Linked DNA regions of Sus scrofa: region 1 is linked to region 2. A link is a contact called in public HiChIP or PLAC-seq data. All regions are on one chromosome and are shown on one strand. Each heading gives the region's core, a stretch centred on a gene start, on an enhancer-like site or on the middle of the called end of the contact. The rest is flanking DNA. Distances are from core to core; before and after follow the strand shown.

What was found. HiChIP or PLAC-seq counts read pairs in DNA pulled down with a chosen protein or histone mark.
Region 1: an H3K27ac HiChIP or PLAC-seq map of alveolar macrophages shows a contact between it and region 2. The contact joins two enhancer-like sites. A contact is called at or near these places in 1 of 5 promoter capture datasets (liver), 17 of 47 Hi-C or Micro-C datasets (alveolar macrophages, blood, brain and 7 more) and 2 of 2 datasets of contacts at active chromatin or transcription factors (alveolar macrophages and skeletal muscle).

The regions. Positions count from the first base shown.
Region 1 is chr9:7,631,968-7,639,128 of Sscrofa11.1, forward strand. No RefSeq gene overlaps it. Among named protein-coding and RNA genes, the nearest start is that of FCHSD2, 16 kb to the left of the region's middle. Within about 2 kb of position 2,229, at least 47 of the 83 cell types and tissues checked have an H3K27ac peak or open chromatin away from gene starts, as enhancers often do. A contact at or near this core is called in alveolar macrophages and retroperitoneal adipose tissue, where this site is marked.
Region 2 is chr9:7,592,154-7,599,647 of Sscrofa11.1, forward strand. All of the region lies in intron 2 of FCHSD2 (F-BAR and double SH3 domains protein 2), which reads right to left. Among named protein-coding and RNA genes, the nearest start is that of FCHSD2, 24 kb to the right of the region's middle. Within about 2 kb of position 5,013, at least 13 of the 83 cell types and tissues checked have an H3K27ac peak or open chromatin away from gene starts, as enhancers often do. A contact at or near this core is called in alveolar macrophages and retroperitoneal adipose tissue, where this site is marked.

The DNA of each region.
Region 1 (7,161 bases), core at 979-3,478, 37 kb after region 2:
TTTTTTCCCTTAACAGGAGATGGGGAGCTTGGCGCCGAGGCAGGAGGGGGTCTACCTTGTGCTACGGAGTAGGGGTGTCAGAGATCTGGGGACCGGGTTTGTCTCTAAAGTGAGAGAGCGGATCGGGCCTGAACATCCCACCAGCTCTCCTGGGCTCTTTCAATGCTAATGCGTCCACATTTCAAGCCACCACGGTTCCACATCTCCCCTAGTTCTCTCTCTTCCCCAGCAAAGCTGAGTATGTGTGGGAGGCAGAGGAAGCAGGGCCAAATGGGGCATCCAGGAGGCTCCCTCGAAGAGAGTGGGGGCCTGTGGGGAGGGAAAGGGGCCTCTCCCCCTGGATGCTCTCTGAGCTGGGACTCTGCAGGCTCATCCTGGTGCTGCAGCTGGAATCAAGTGTGGTGAGAAAGTGGGGCTGTGGGCAGGGGGGACCTACGAGACTGGGGCTGTTTGTGAACACAGAGAGTGGATTAGAGAGTTCTAAAGACAGGCGGCTCATGGAAGGGCCTACGTCAGCAAGCTTGTCAGGATCAAGATATTGGGGGGCCTGGGAGGAACATGGGGCACCCCTCCCAGTTCCTCATACTTGCCATGGCTCCATATGAAAGAGCGTGAGGTTGAGAGGAGGCACAGAGGGCCAGCCAGCAGCCACAAGGAGTAGGGTCCCCCATTTGGGGGAGGGGCTGGGGACAGACCCATGGTAGGGACAAAGGAAGGCCAGGCAGCCCCTGTCCGTGGAAGTCCTTGGCAATGAGGGGCCAAGGGAGAGCTGAGTGACACCCAGGAAGTCACGGGTGTTCCCTCTGTGGACATCACCACATCACAGAGGCCACCAAGGGCAAACAGAACCGGAGCAAGGTCAGGGACAGGTCTCTGAAGCAGAATGAAGCCGGGGGGGCAAGAGAGCTCACAGGCCTTCTCTCCACCCCCAGGAGTTAGTGATGAGAAAAGAGAGCGGAGCATGCCCCTGGCCTATCACGGTCCCCAGCCACCAAGCCTCTCTAGTCACATTCTAGCCTGGGTGGGGTAGAGGGTTGCTGTGAATTGGGTAAGAGGTTGAAGTTTTTGCTTTGTTTTTTGTCTTTTTTTTTTTGCCTTTTCCAGGGCCAGCATATGGAGGTTCCCAGGCTAGGGGTCGAATTGGAGCTGTAGCTACTGGCCTACACCAGAGCCACAGCAACACGGGATCCAAGCTGAGTCTGCAACCACAGCTCACGGCAACGCCGGATCGTTAACCCACTGAGCAAGGGCAAGGACCGAACCCGCAACCTCATGGTTCCTAGTTGGATTCGTTAACCACTGCGCCACAAGGGGAACTCCGAGATTGAAGTTTTAAACTGGACGGGTCTAGGTTTAAATAACTGAATGAGGAGTTCTCATTGTGGTTTGGTGGGTTAAGAACCCAGCTAGTATCCATGAGGATGTGGGTTTGATCCCTGGCCGTGCTCAGTGGGTGAATGACCCAGTGTTGCTGTGGCTGTGGTGTAGGCCGGCAGCTGCAGCTTTGATTCACCCCATGGCCCGGAAACTTCCATGTGCTGCAGATGTGGCCCTAAAAGAAAAGACCAGAAGGTTATTAAAACTGCCTGTGGTGTTAAAAAAGAGGAAAGAGGAAAGGGAATGATGAGGAAGATTAAAAAGACCCAGAATTTCTTCATGCAACTACCTCAACAGGTTGAACCAAACTCCTCAGCAACCAGGTGTGCTAAGAAAATGACCACTGGCCTCCCATCTCCATAGTGAGGCATCCCTCCCACCTGAGCCGAAGAGAGCACCTGGGGACCAGAGCACCTGCCAAAGAGCCTGAGCTTCACCTTGACTGGGCCGCCTTGGCTGACAAGCCTCTCTTGAACCCATCCCTGGACCGAAGAGGTGGCAGGTACTGATTGTTCGAGCTCAGGTCATATTTCTACCCCTGGAGGTGGCCTCCCCGGGACCACAGCATTCCCAGAAGGGAGGTGGGAACTGCAGGGAAGAAGGAAGGAAGGATGAATTGGGGGAAATTTCGCGTTGGGGAAACTTTTGGCATAAAGTTTCTGTCCCAGGAAGAGAGTGGAACCAAAACAAAAACGTACAGGAGTTTTATAATTCCCAGAATAACAGCCATTGACACGCTTAAAGATGACACTAACGGGGGGGTTGGAGCAGCAGGGCAGAGTTAAATATCCCGGCAGTAAGGAAAAGGAGGCCCTGTTCCCCGGTGGCCCAGTGAAGGACTCAGCATTGTCACCGCTGTGGCTGCTGTGGCTCAGTACAGGAACTTGCGCAGGCCGTGGGTGCAGCCAAAACAAACAAACGAGAAAGATTTTTAAAAAGAAAGAACGAAACAGGCGGCCAGGAGAGCTCTGAGCTGAGGGCGAGCTCCTGGGGGCTGGGAGGGGCCTCTGGATGAAGGGAGGGCAGGAAGGGGAGCTTCGGGACTAAAGGCACGTCTGAAGGGGATTTTCCGAAGTGAAATGGTGAAAGTGAAAGTGAAGGAAGCCAAGAGCAGAGCCCTCGCCCCCGTTTTCCCGTGTGAAATCAGCAGTTACAGGGTCAGTCTCTTCGGCTGTGGGCATGACGACCGAATGCAAGGTGGCAGCCAGGACTGGGTCCTGGGACAAAAGTGGGACATGGCTGCAAACGCTGGTGAAGTCCACTTACAGCCTCGAGTGTAGTTCATAGCCACTGTTGGAGGTTCCCCCCACCCCCCGCCAAAAAAGAGAGAGAGAGAGAGAGACAAAAAATAGTAATTAATGTCAATTTCTTTGTTGTGACAGTGTGTCTGTCCCTTAGAACGTACCATGTTAACGAAGGAAACTGGGTAACGGGTATAGGAGACATCTCCGTACATTTTTGCAACTTTTCCATAAATCTACAGTTATTCCAGATAAAGTTTATTTATGTATGTATTTGTTCATTTATTTGTCTCTTTAGGGCCACACCCGTGGCCCAGAGACGTTCCCAGGCTAGGGGATCGAATCAGAGCTGTAGCTGTCGGCCTCCACCACAGCCACACAACACAGGATCCGAGCCACGTCTGTGACCTACACCACAGCTCACGGCACCGACGGATCCCTGACCCACGAGCGAGGCCAGGGATCGAACCCACGTCCTCAGGGATACTCGTCAGGTTCGTTGACCACTGAGCCATGACGGGAACGCCTAAAGTGTATTTTTAAAAGAGTCCCTTTCTCGTAGCATAAATTCACATTTACTGTGTGGAGGGGCACTGCTTCTGGCATTTCACATATAAGTAAACTCTAGGTATTGTGGTGTCCCTGGCACCGTGTGGGGCGGTAGAGAGAGGAAGGAGCCAAGTGGCATTCATAACAGGATCCTGTGGCCTGAGTGCGAGAGGATGAGCTGAAGTTATGATGCACTTGGCAGCGGGCAGGGCACACAACTTGTGCCCGGAAAAGATCAGCATATCTGGAGATGTTATAAAGGCCTGCCCTCTCCCCTCGGCCTCCCACAGCCCCGGGTCCCTCCTCCCTGGGTTTGGGAGGTGGGCTGTGCCATCAGTGGGTTAGCTGAGTTTTTCCATAGGGCCGAGAACCCCAGCCTAGGTGCCTTTGCCTCTGTGGGGCAGGTTGGCTACGTCTTCCCTCCTGCCCCGTGTGTGGACAAATGAGATGACTGTGCTGGGTTCTGACCTGACTAATTTCATTTAATCCTTCTATCAACCTGGAAGGGTAGCAATCACTGTCTCCATTTTACAGATGGGGAAACAGAGGCTGCAGAGCCTGGTATTTGCTTTCCCTCAGAGCAACCTCTTGAGACGAATAAGACAAACAGCACCAGTAACTGTGGGGCCAGTTGAGCTGATAAGCAGAAAAAAAAAAAAAAACAAAAACTGGAAGAACATGGAGAGGAAAGGTCACTTCTGTGTCCCTCAGTCAGCAGACTTTGGAGCCAAGAAGTTTTCCAGGGAGAAGGGGACGAAGAGAACATTCGAGATGAGGAAATAGTGAGAAGCCTGGCACCGAGCTGGAACACCTGGAAATCTGGCAGTGCACGGGCGGGGTGCCTGGGTGGGTTGGAGCCCAGGATCCAGGCAGGGAGTGGGCTGAGACCAAAGCAGAGAGGGCCGGGACCCCAAAGCACACTTTACACCCTGCTGCGCAGGCTCTGCTGCCTTTCGGGATCTGCCCTGAGGCTGCCGTCAGCGGTGCATCATTCGTGGCTCAGGAGCCCCCCGCCCCAAAAACTCTGGTTCTATCAGAAGCCTCTGCTAAGGCCTCTATGGGTCAGTGCTGGGAGGACTCAAAACGGAGCCTAGACGGAAGAAGCAGTTTCGTATCTATCTTGTGCCAAGCCCTACAATGGGCGGTGGGGACCGGGACACTCAGTCCCTTTCCCTAGAGCGTTTGAGTTGGGGAGTATCCCCACTGCCATGCGCCATGTGGTCAGCTAGTCCCTGAGAATCAGGGCTCAGGACTGTGGAGGCCCAGGGGGGACCCCCAGCCTCTGGGGGGAAGGGGCGGGATTCCCAGCCAGACCTCACCAACCTGGTGGCAGGGTAGCCAGCATGATCAGCAGTGCCAGGGGAAGGAGAACCCAGGTTCTATTCTGGCTGCCTCTCCAGGAGGAAGTCAGATCCAGGAGGTGGAGGGCCCAGCAGGGTGAGCCAGGCCTCCACCCCCGGGCGGCCCCCTTCCTCCGGGAGGGTGTTCTGGGCATGGCCCCGTGGTGACGCTGGACCGGAGCTGGGCTCCCAGCCGACGTGCTGGCCTCTCGCTGTTTCCGGTGACCTCTAGAGCCCCACGTTGGGTGTGATGCAGGGAACCTGCGTGTGCCAGCTGTCTGGAACGGGACCAGCCCAGCAACGGCCTCCCCCCTCACGTGGTCGGGCTTGTGACACCGAAGTGCAGGCCTCTTTCGGGTGCTCTGGTTACTTCTCCAAGGACATGCAAAGTATAAAGTCCTCTGGGCCCACAGCCCAGCCCGAAACACGCGCTTCTGCGGCGCTCCAGAGGAAGGGTGGTGAGGAGGCAGGTGCCATGCTTACGGGCTCAGAAGTGCAGCCGTCACGAGGGGGCTTTTCTGCAAGCAAGCATTCTTGCCATTCTTGCGAGATGAGTGGGGAGGGGCCGAAATGGACCCCCCATTTCGGCAGCGAAGGGCCTAGACAGACCCAGAGGCTCATGGGACACTGAACACTGAGAAGGGAGCCGTGGGGCAGCGGGGCGGGAGCCCAGCGGCTCTCCGCGTCCTCGACGAGATGCAGAAGAGCTGGTGAAGCTGGATACAGGGCGGACTCTGCCACAGAGAACGAGAGACCTGAGCTCACAGCCGGAGGCGAGGAGGCCGAAGGGCATGGCTGCCTGACTGGGCATCCCTGCATCCTGGACCATCGGCGCCAAAGAGACGACAGAGCCCGTGACATCCAATTCACTACACTGAGGAGGACCAAGATCCAGAGGGGCAGAGGGCGTGTCCTAGGTCCCCTGGTGTGTCAGGGCAGGGGCCAGCCTCCCAGGCCAGTGCGTTTCCCACCCACACTCAGGAAAGTCAAACCCAGCAGGCAGCGCTCTACTGGCGTTGGAGACAGGGAGGGGCCCCGAGAGAGAGGGTCGGGTGCCCCACCCTATTTCTCAGATAAGGAGCTAGGGTCCAAGACGGCCAGGGACTTGCCTGAGGTCAAGGAAACAACAAAACCCACCCCCCAGACCCAGGGATCCCGACCTCTCAGTCCAGGACCGGGAGGCACCAGTGTCTCCCAAGGAGAGAGAGGGTGAGGAGAAAGAAGCCCCCGTTTGCTGAGCATCTGTTATGTACATGTCTTCTTTCTTTTCCTTTTTTTTTTTTTTTTTTGCCTTTTTTCTAGGGCCGCTCCTGCGGCATATGGAGGTTCCCAGGCTAGGTCCAATCGGAGCTGTAGCTGCCGGCCTTTGCCAGAGCCACAGCAATGCAGGATCTGAGCTGTGTCTGCAACCTACACCACAGCTCACAGCAACGCCTGATCCTTAACCCATTGAGCAAGGCCAGGGATCGAACCCGCAACCTCATGGTTCCTAATCGGATTCGTTAACCACTGGGCCACGATGGGAACTCCTGTCCACGTCTTCTTTCTAACACCCGCAGCCTTGGAAGCAGGCATCCTTGACCATGTGTAACACATTAGAGAACCGAGGTTCAGAGGCAAAGCCACTTATCCAAGGCCACACAGCTGGTAGACAGCAGTGCAGAAACGCAAGCCCAGGTCTGTTTACTTTCAAGGCTGTGCTTGTGTCCTTACTCAGGCTACACTGGGTTTGGGACCCAGGGCTGACAATGCAAGGAAATGGGGGAGGGGGAAGCCAGGGGCCACCTCCAGGCACTGCCCGGGCTCCCAGCTTGCTGGTTGTTCCAGTGACAAGAATCAACAGAAATGACCTTGGGACAGCAGGATTCTACCTCCCGCTGACTGGTTTTCGTTGTTGTTTAAAGGTCCATACTGATCCATACCCTGAAACAAAGCCACACAAAACAAACAGAGCAGAGGGCATGGCTTCTGGTGTTGCTGAGATAATACCAAGTGGCTTCAGGCCAAGGCCTCAGAAGCCCAGAACTTAGGTTGATTCAGGAACTTAGACTCTCTCAAAGGCCCACCGTGGGGGGCTCCCAAGCTTTCAGCCCACCCCACCGGGAGAGGAATCCTCTCCACAAACTTTCCAACTGGGCTTATCCAACCTGGCTCTCACACTCTCACCGCCTAAGTGTAAAAGCAGCTCCTTCTGCTGTGAGACTGTCTTTCTCACTCTGCACCGAGACCAGCTTCCTAGGGTATCCAAGTCTTCTTTAGGGCCCAAAGTCAGCTGCCTTATGGCCCCAAGTGGCCCTATTAAGTTAAGAGGACAGTGATGCTACATCTTCTCTGTTCTGGGTCTAAAATCACCTGGGAAGGAGTATCAATGCTGAAGCTATTCCTGAGAAATGGGCACAAAGCTACATAGAAGAGAGGGTTGGTCTCCTCCCATATTTTAGGCTTTATGCCTTTGCTAATGCATCCACACTTTATATCTACCTTTGTGATGGTCACGTCTCACTGTGTTCCTCTCATCTCAGACCTCAAGCTTTTATAAATTTGATCCAAGTACAAGGTCTTTTTAAAATTTCCACCTTGGAGTTCCCATTCCGACTCAGCAGAAATTAATCTGCCTAGCGTCCACAAGGATGCAGGTTTTTTCCCTGGCCTTG
Region 2 (7,494 bases), core at 3,763-6,262:
TTGGACATAGCCTGAAAGGGCGTTCAGGGCAGAGAAGAGGAAGAAGGGAAAGACTGGAAGAACGGGCCTGCAGATGGTTAGGCATTTTCAGGGGATTTGATGAGCCCAACTTCTTGCATCTTCTCAAATCTAGAAAAGAACTAAAATCTTGAACAGAGACATCTGCACCTCATGACTAGCAGTAACCTTCTCGGGACTAGAGGTGACCTCCTGGGGACCAGCAGTAACGTTCTCCCCAAATGCGTGCTCGATGGCACAGATCCTCCTTCACCCAAATCACATATATACTGCCCGCCCCCGTTTGCCTCTTCAGAACAGTTCCTCAGAGCTACGTGAGAGGCCATCTCCCAGATTATAGTCCTCGTATTGCCCCAAGTAAAACCTAACTCACAACTCACACACCGTGCATTTTTCTTCAGTCGACAGGGATAAAGCCAGAGAACCTGCACTTCTAACAAGTTCCCAGTTGGTACTGATACTATTAGTCTAGGGAACATACTTTAAGAATCAGAGAATTATAAAACTACTTATCCTTCCTTGTTCCACCAAAAACAAACAAAAAAATTAAATCTATCTATCGATATATATATATATATATAAAATGATACGGGAGTTCCCATTGTGGCTCAGTGGTAATGAACCCAACTAGTGACCATGAGGATGAGAGTTCAATCCCTGGCCTCACTCATTGGGTTAAGGATCCAGTGTTGCGTGAGCTGTGGTGTAAGTAACAGATGCGGCTTGGATCCTGTGTTGCTGTGGCTGTGGTGTCTAGACCAGCAGCTGCAACTTGAATTCGACCCCTAGCCTAGGAACCTCCATATCCGCAGGGGTGGCCCTTAAAAAAAAAATTTATACAGGAGTTCCCACTGTGGTGCAAGAGGACCAGAGGGGTCTCTGGAGCCCTGGGACAAGGTTTGATCCCCAGCCCAGCACAATGGGCTAAGGATCCGGCATTGCCAGCTCAGATCTGATCCCTGGCCAGATCCGGCGTTGCCATGAGCTGTGGTGTAGGTCGCAGACGCGGCTCGGATCTAGCGTTGCTGTGGTTCTGGCGTAGGCCTGCAGCTGTAGCTCCGATTCGACCCCTAGCCTGGGAACCTCCATATGCTGCAGGTGCAGTCCTAAAAAGACAAACAACAACAACAACAAAAAACTTCCTAAGGGCTATCCAATTAGAGCCTTGCAGTGCAGAAATCTGCCAAGGTAACTGAAAAGTACTGTATACAGGTCACTGACTGCAAGATGGCCAAAAAAGGAAAAAAAAAAAAATGATATAAAAGAACTCATTTATAAAATAAAAACAAACTCCCAGATTTCAAAATCAAACTTATGGTTACGGAAAGGAAAACTGTGGAGGGGGAAGATAAATTGAGAGGACGCCCTAACATGTATAAAACAGAGAACTAACAAGGACCTACTCTACAGCACAGGGAGGTCTCCTCAAAGTTCTGTAATAACCTACATGTGACAAGAATGGATATATGCATGTGGACAACCAAGCCACTTCACTGCACACCTACAACTAGCACAACATTGTCAACTATACTCTAATAATTATTTTTTAAATTTTAATATATAGCTTTCAGAATTATACACACATAAGAGAAGAGAGAAAAACAATACAAGGCAGGCCACCACTTTCTGACTTGTCCATCAAGGCTGTGTTAGAAGTAAAATAAACTTGAAAAGTTACCCATTACTTCGCTGATGTTTTCAACCCCCAAATAATCTATTCAGATATTCAAGGTTGATTATCCCATTGATAATTTTACACATCTTAGAAATCTACCTCTCCTATAGTATCTCTTAGCCAAGACAGTGTTTCCTGGAATGCCTAAGGTCAGGGAGAAATCTGAAATGCATACTAGACAACCATGATAACTCCTCAAGTTCCCATTGTGGCTCAGCAATAATGAACCTGACTGGTATCCATGAGATGCAGGTTCAATCCCTGGCCCCCACTCAGACGGTTAAGGATCTGGCATTGTGGTGAGCTGTGGTATGGGTCACAGACGCAGTTAGGATCCCATATTCCCGTACTGCTGTGGCTGTGGTGAGGCCAGCAGCTGCAGCTCCAATTTGACCGCTAGCCTGAGAACTTGCATATGCTGCAGGTACAGCCCTAAAAAGACAAAAAAAAAAAAAAAAAAAAAAGAATACACACACACACACGCACACACATATATATATTCCCCACCTAAACATGCATTTTCAAGTAAAAAAAAAAAAAAAAAATTACCTTCCATTAAGGTTTATCAATATTAACCAAGCTACCAAAATCATTTTGTCAAGAGATTCACAATCAAGTTCATCTTTGAATACCATGACTCTAAATGTTTTCATTTATGGTATATTATGTTTAAAACCCAATTTAAGATGCCAAGTTTCCTCTGCCAGGAAAAGAGTTAGAGACATTCATTAGTCAGATAATCTTTTATTAAAGTGCAATGCACATTCTTTTGAGACAATGGCAGAGAACACATATTAAACATTTTTAATCAAATGAAAATTTTTGCTATTTCTTTAGGATACAAATAAAAGCGAATATAAATTTTTACTACATTATTTGTCTTTAAACATCATTAGTGCAAGATACATCTTATTCCTCATCCTTGAATTACACTGTACATTTAAAAGTACATCATAAATCTTTCACAGGCTTCTATCTGGAAGAGTTACTCAAGTAAAATTAAACACTGAGGTCTTTTTCCTTGCTTTCTCCTTCCTTAAAAAGCTACTGACGTATAAAACATAGGAGGTTTGAAGACTTAATTTTAATACCTATGTAGTAATATATCAAGACTAAACCTAAATTAATGTCAAAAGACACTACATTAACAAAATAGACCACTGTAAAAGCCATTTTCAAAATTTTAACAGAGCTTTACGATTTCTATTATTCTTCTATGTTTTTATAAGCTAATGAAACTTTGAAAATGTAATTATTTTCCTGAAAGTAAATGTACAATTATTCTTTTCTCCTCAGAAAAATATGTCCTCAAGCACAGAGCTGTACAAAAGGAAACAATGTAACTGGCTAACAGCCCCTTATTTTCTACGTAAGTATTTCAATAACTTTTGTAAACCACTAGTCTCAAACATGTAAAGAAGTAATTTTTTATTAAAGTGAGTTTACTAATATAAAGTATGATGCGATTATACACATTTCTACCATACAGAATGAGCTGATTCTACACTATTTGTGGAGTATATTTCATTTTGGGAACACTGCCAATAAGTTAAAAATAAGTATAATTAGGTAGCCAGAAAAAAAAATTTTGCATGGCAAGACTTTAGCTCTATTCCGAAACGGCACCCTTCACTCCACGACCATAAAACTGCCTGGTCTTAACTTACTAAAAAAAAAAAAAAATCAACAACAGATAAGGCATTTTTGACTATGGAAATACCTCAAAATATAACGAAAAGCCAAGATATAATTATTGGAAGACAAGCGATCCCTAAAAGTCCAGTTTTCCACACAATCCTTCAACAATTTCAGATCTGAGAAAAACATGCAACCCCAGACACGGTATCTCCCTTCACTCCTGTGCTAGTCAGCCAGACTGAAAGATCCGCGAGGCTCTAAATCTTACACCTCTTCTTTGCTATCTATTCTAAGTGGTGGTTCTTGAAAAACAAAATACACCACAGAAACAATATTCTGTGGTATTTTTAATATTTTAATATTAAATATTTTACATGATGATTACGATGTGAAACTTCTGAATAAAGTTAACTAAAATTTAAGCCTGGACAGAAATCTAATATGTCTAATATGTTTGCTTGTCTGCGGACAAAACAATTCCACAACACAGAAAGGAACACAGTAGTACTCAGAGCCTATTTCCCCAACTCTAAATGACAACCAGCTTGAGACCAGTCATTTTATGTTTTGTTTGTTTGTTTTGTCTTTTTGCCATTTCTAGGGCTGCTCCTGCGGCATATGGAGGTTCCCAGGCTAGGGGTCTAACTGGAGCTGTAGCCGCAGACCTAAACCACAGCCACAGCAACACCAGATCCAAGCCGCTTCTGCAACCTACACCACAGCTCACAGCAATGCCAGATCCTTAACCCACTGAGCAAGGGCAGGGACCGAACCCGCAACCTCATGGTTCCTAGTCGGATTCGTTAACCAATGAGCCATGACAGGAACTCTGAGACCAGTCATTTTATAAAGAGAAGTTTGTGAAGCAAGTATTCTTAATACTTGGGAGAAGTTCCTGTGTAGTGCAACGGGTTAAGGACCTGGAGTTGCCACAACTGTGACGCAGGCTGCAACTGCAGCGTGGGTTCCATCTCTGGCACAGGAACTTCCACACGGCCCTAGGTGCAGCCAAAAACAAACAAATATTTGGAATACTTGGTATATATTTGAAATAAACCTTAAAGTCTATTTAATGATGAAAACAACTTCACTAAAAACTAATTAAAAACCCAAAATGGCATTTTAGCACCAACTACTATAAACTCTTACGATGTTATCTTTAACAGATAGGCAATAAAATTTTACCAATACTGAATCATTTGCTTTTAGTTTTGAGAGTAGATAATATTCACGTAGTTCCAAATTCAAAACTTACCCAAAAAGGTATATAATAAAAAGTCTCTGCCTCTCACCCCCTTCACCAGCCACCAACAGGGGGAAAACAAATAACACTAAAATATAATCATGGAATATACATTCTCAATCGTTTCCTGTGGGACCACAGGCATGGTAACACTTATACCACCAGAAATAACATTATTTTCTTTTTGAAATGGGATTATTTCAAAGTTCACAAAACAGAAAACATCTGGATGACAAGACACTCACACATGAATGCCAAAAGGGAGATCAAACGGAGTGTTAAAATAAAACATGACCAAGGAATACTGTGAGGAAACAATAAAATGAAAGAAAAATATCGGCTCCAGTTCTATTAAGTTCGCCCTGACCAACACATGACAGGAAATCTGCAGCAATGGAACAAAGGACAGAGTTACAAGTCTCAGTGCCTAGTTCCCAAATTAGTCACTGGAGCGTCAACAGCGCAGACTACCTCATGCTTATGCCTCAGACCTTTCCTGAAGACTGGCACCCTTTGTGGGATTCAAAGGAACATCTGAAGAATTTACAAAGAAAAACATCAACTGAGCACCCCAGGCCTTCTCAGGTACAAGGCTTCATACCTTCTGCTGTTAAGACTGAACCGCAGAGCCCCAATTACTAAGAGGCAAGATATTCAGCTAGTTTGCTGAGGAATTCTAGCTTTTACGTGTCCTTCCCTGCTTTCAGTCTGGCCACCTCAGTGCTTATTAATGCTCTCACCTGAGACGCCAAAGGAGCTCAGCAAAAGCGCAACTCCTGAAAGGCCCTTGGGCCACCATTTCCCCAACTATCAGACCAGCACGAGCGGCCTGGCACTTAACCGCTGCTGTATCCCGAAGTGGAAAATCCTCACCGCCACCAGCCTGTGGGCCCATTACCGATGATGAATACAAAAACCTACTCCTGAACTCGAAAGGAGTCGACAGGAGGGGATACAAAAGGTTTCCAAGGAGTCTCTTATTCCCAATCGCTTAGGACAACTGCAACTCCAGCTATATCCTTCACAATCCGACGTCAGCACAGTTTTTACTTTTAGGGGCAACACTAGGTGTAAGTTAGAAATGAGTCCCTGTGGCAAACGGGGCAAACGGGGGGAGAAAAGCCATATTCCTGCCACCTATTTCTTGCTGGCAAAGACCTCCTCTCCAAGAATGTAATCCCATTCTCAGCCTCCTCTGCAGCGAGGCTACAGGGGTACATAAAACAAACTCAGCCACGGAGATATATGGGAAGGTCTTTGGGGATAATTTCTGGTAGAAATTTTCTTCCCTGGTGGAATGAAAGGAAGGTGGGGAAGGAGGGAAAATCTGCATGAGGAGAAACTGTGCTTCCCTTCTCTTTTTCCACCTAATGCTGCTGCATGAGAAAAGCACGCTGAGAATTGCAGAAGCCATCCAATCACGAGGAGAATCATTATCAACACACAAACAGATGGAAGGTACCTAGGACTGCTGAGCTTGAAGGAAATTCTTTAGCACTACGTGAACAGTTTATCTCTGAGATTCATTACATTTTTTAACTTACAGGTTAACTCTTTAGGGGGTGAGTAAGTCAAGGACCATATTCTGAATTGAAACTCTCAATTACTTAACAAAATTATAGCCCAGGAGTTCCCATTGTGGCTCAGCAGAAACGAATCTAGATATCCACGAGGATGCAGGTTCGATCCCTGGCCTCGCTCTGTGGGTTAAGGATCCGGCATTGCTGTGAGCTGTGGTGTCGGTCACAAGCTCAGCTCAGATCCCCTGTTGCTGTGACTCTGGTGTAGGCCAGTGGCTACAGCTCCGATTAGACCCCTAGCCTGGGAACCTCCATATGCCACGGGTGCGGCCCTAAAAGGACAAAAAAAAAAGGGAGTTCCCGTCATGGCGCAGTGGAAACAATCCAAGTGGGAACCATGAGGTTGCAGATTTGATCCCTGGCCTCGATCAGTGGGCTAAGAATCCGGCATTGCCACGAGCTGTGGTGTAGGTCGCAGACTTGCCTCAGATTTGGCGTTGCTGTGGCTCTGGCATAGGCCAGCAGCAACAGCTCTGATTAGACCACTAGCCTGGGAACCTCCGTATGCCATGAGTGTGGCCCTAAAAAGACAAAAGACGAAAAAAAAAAAAAAAATACAGCCCACATGCATTTATGGAGTATTATATTCCACACACTATGCAAGAGAGCTTTTTGTGTGCGTTACTTAAATTATCAAAATTACTCCACAAGTTATTATAATTATGATCATTTTACAGATGAGAAACATGAGGCTCAGAAAAGTGGGTCTTTTTGGTCTTTTGGTATTTTTAGGGCCTCACCCACAGCATATGGAAGTTCCCAGGCTAGGAGTTGAATCAGAGCTGTAGCTGCTGGCCTGCACCACAGCCACAGCAACTTGGGATCCAAGCTGCGTCTTCGACCTGCACCACAGCTCATGGCAACGCCCGATCCTTAACCCCTTGAGTGAGGCCAGGGATCGAACCCACAACCTCATGGTTCCTACTCAGATTCTTTTCTGCTGCGCCACACAGAAACTCCCCAAACTTCATTAGATTTTTAGCATGTATTACTCATGCATAATTTTTAAGACATAGATGAAATTAATTGGTCATAAAGTGGTCACATTCAGGCTTGAACTCTTCCGAACCTTTTTTTTTGGCCACACCCAGGGCATGGATAAGTTTCTGGGCCAGGAATCGAACCCAAACCACAGCAGTGACAATGCTGAATCCTTAACCACCAGGCCACCAAGGAACTCCCCTGAATCATTTTTTTTAATCAGTCATTGATACCCATGTTTTTCCACACAATATCATCTTTTGTGCCATCAAAAGCCTGGGCAATCCAAGATGTGTATTCAAACCATTATCTCTGGGATTTTCTTCTAAGCTTGCCAACGGCTACTCTGTAAGGCCTGT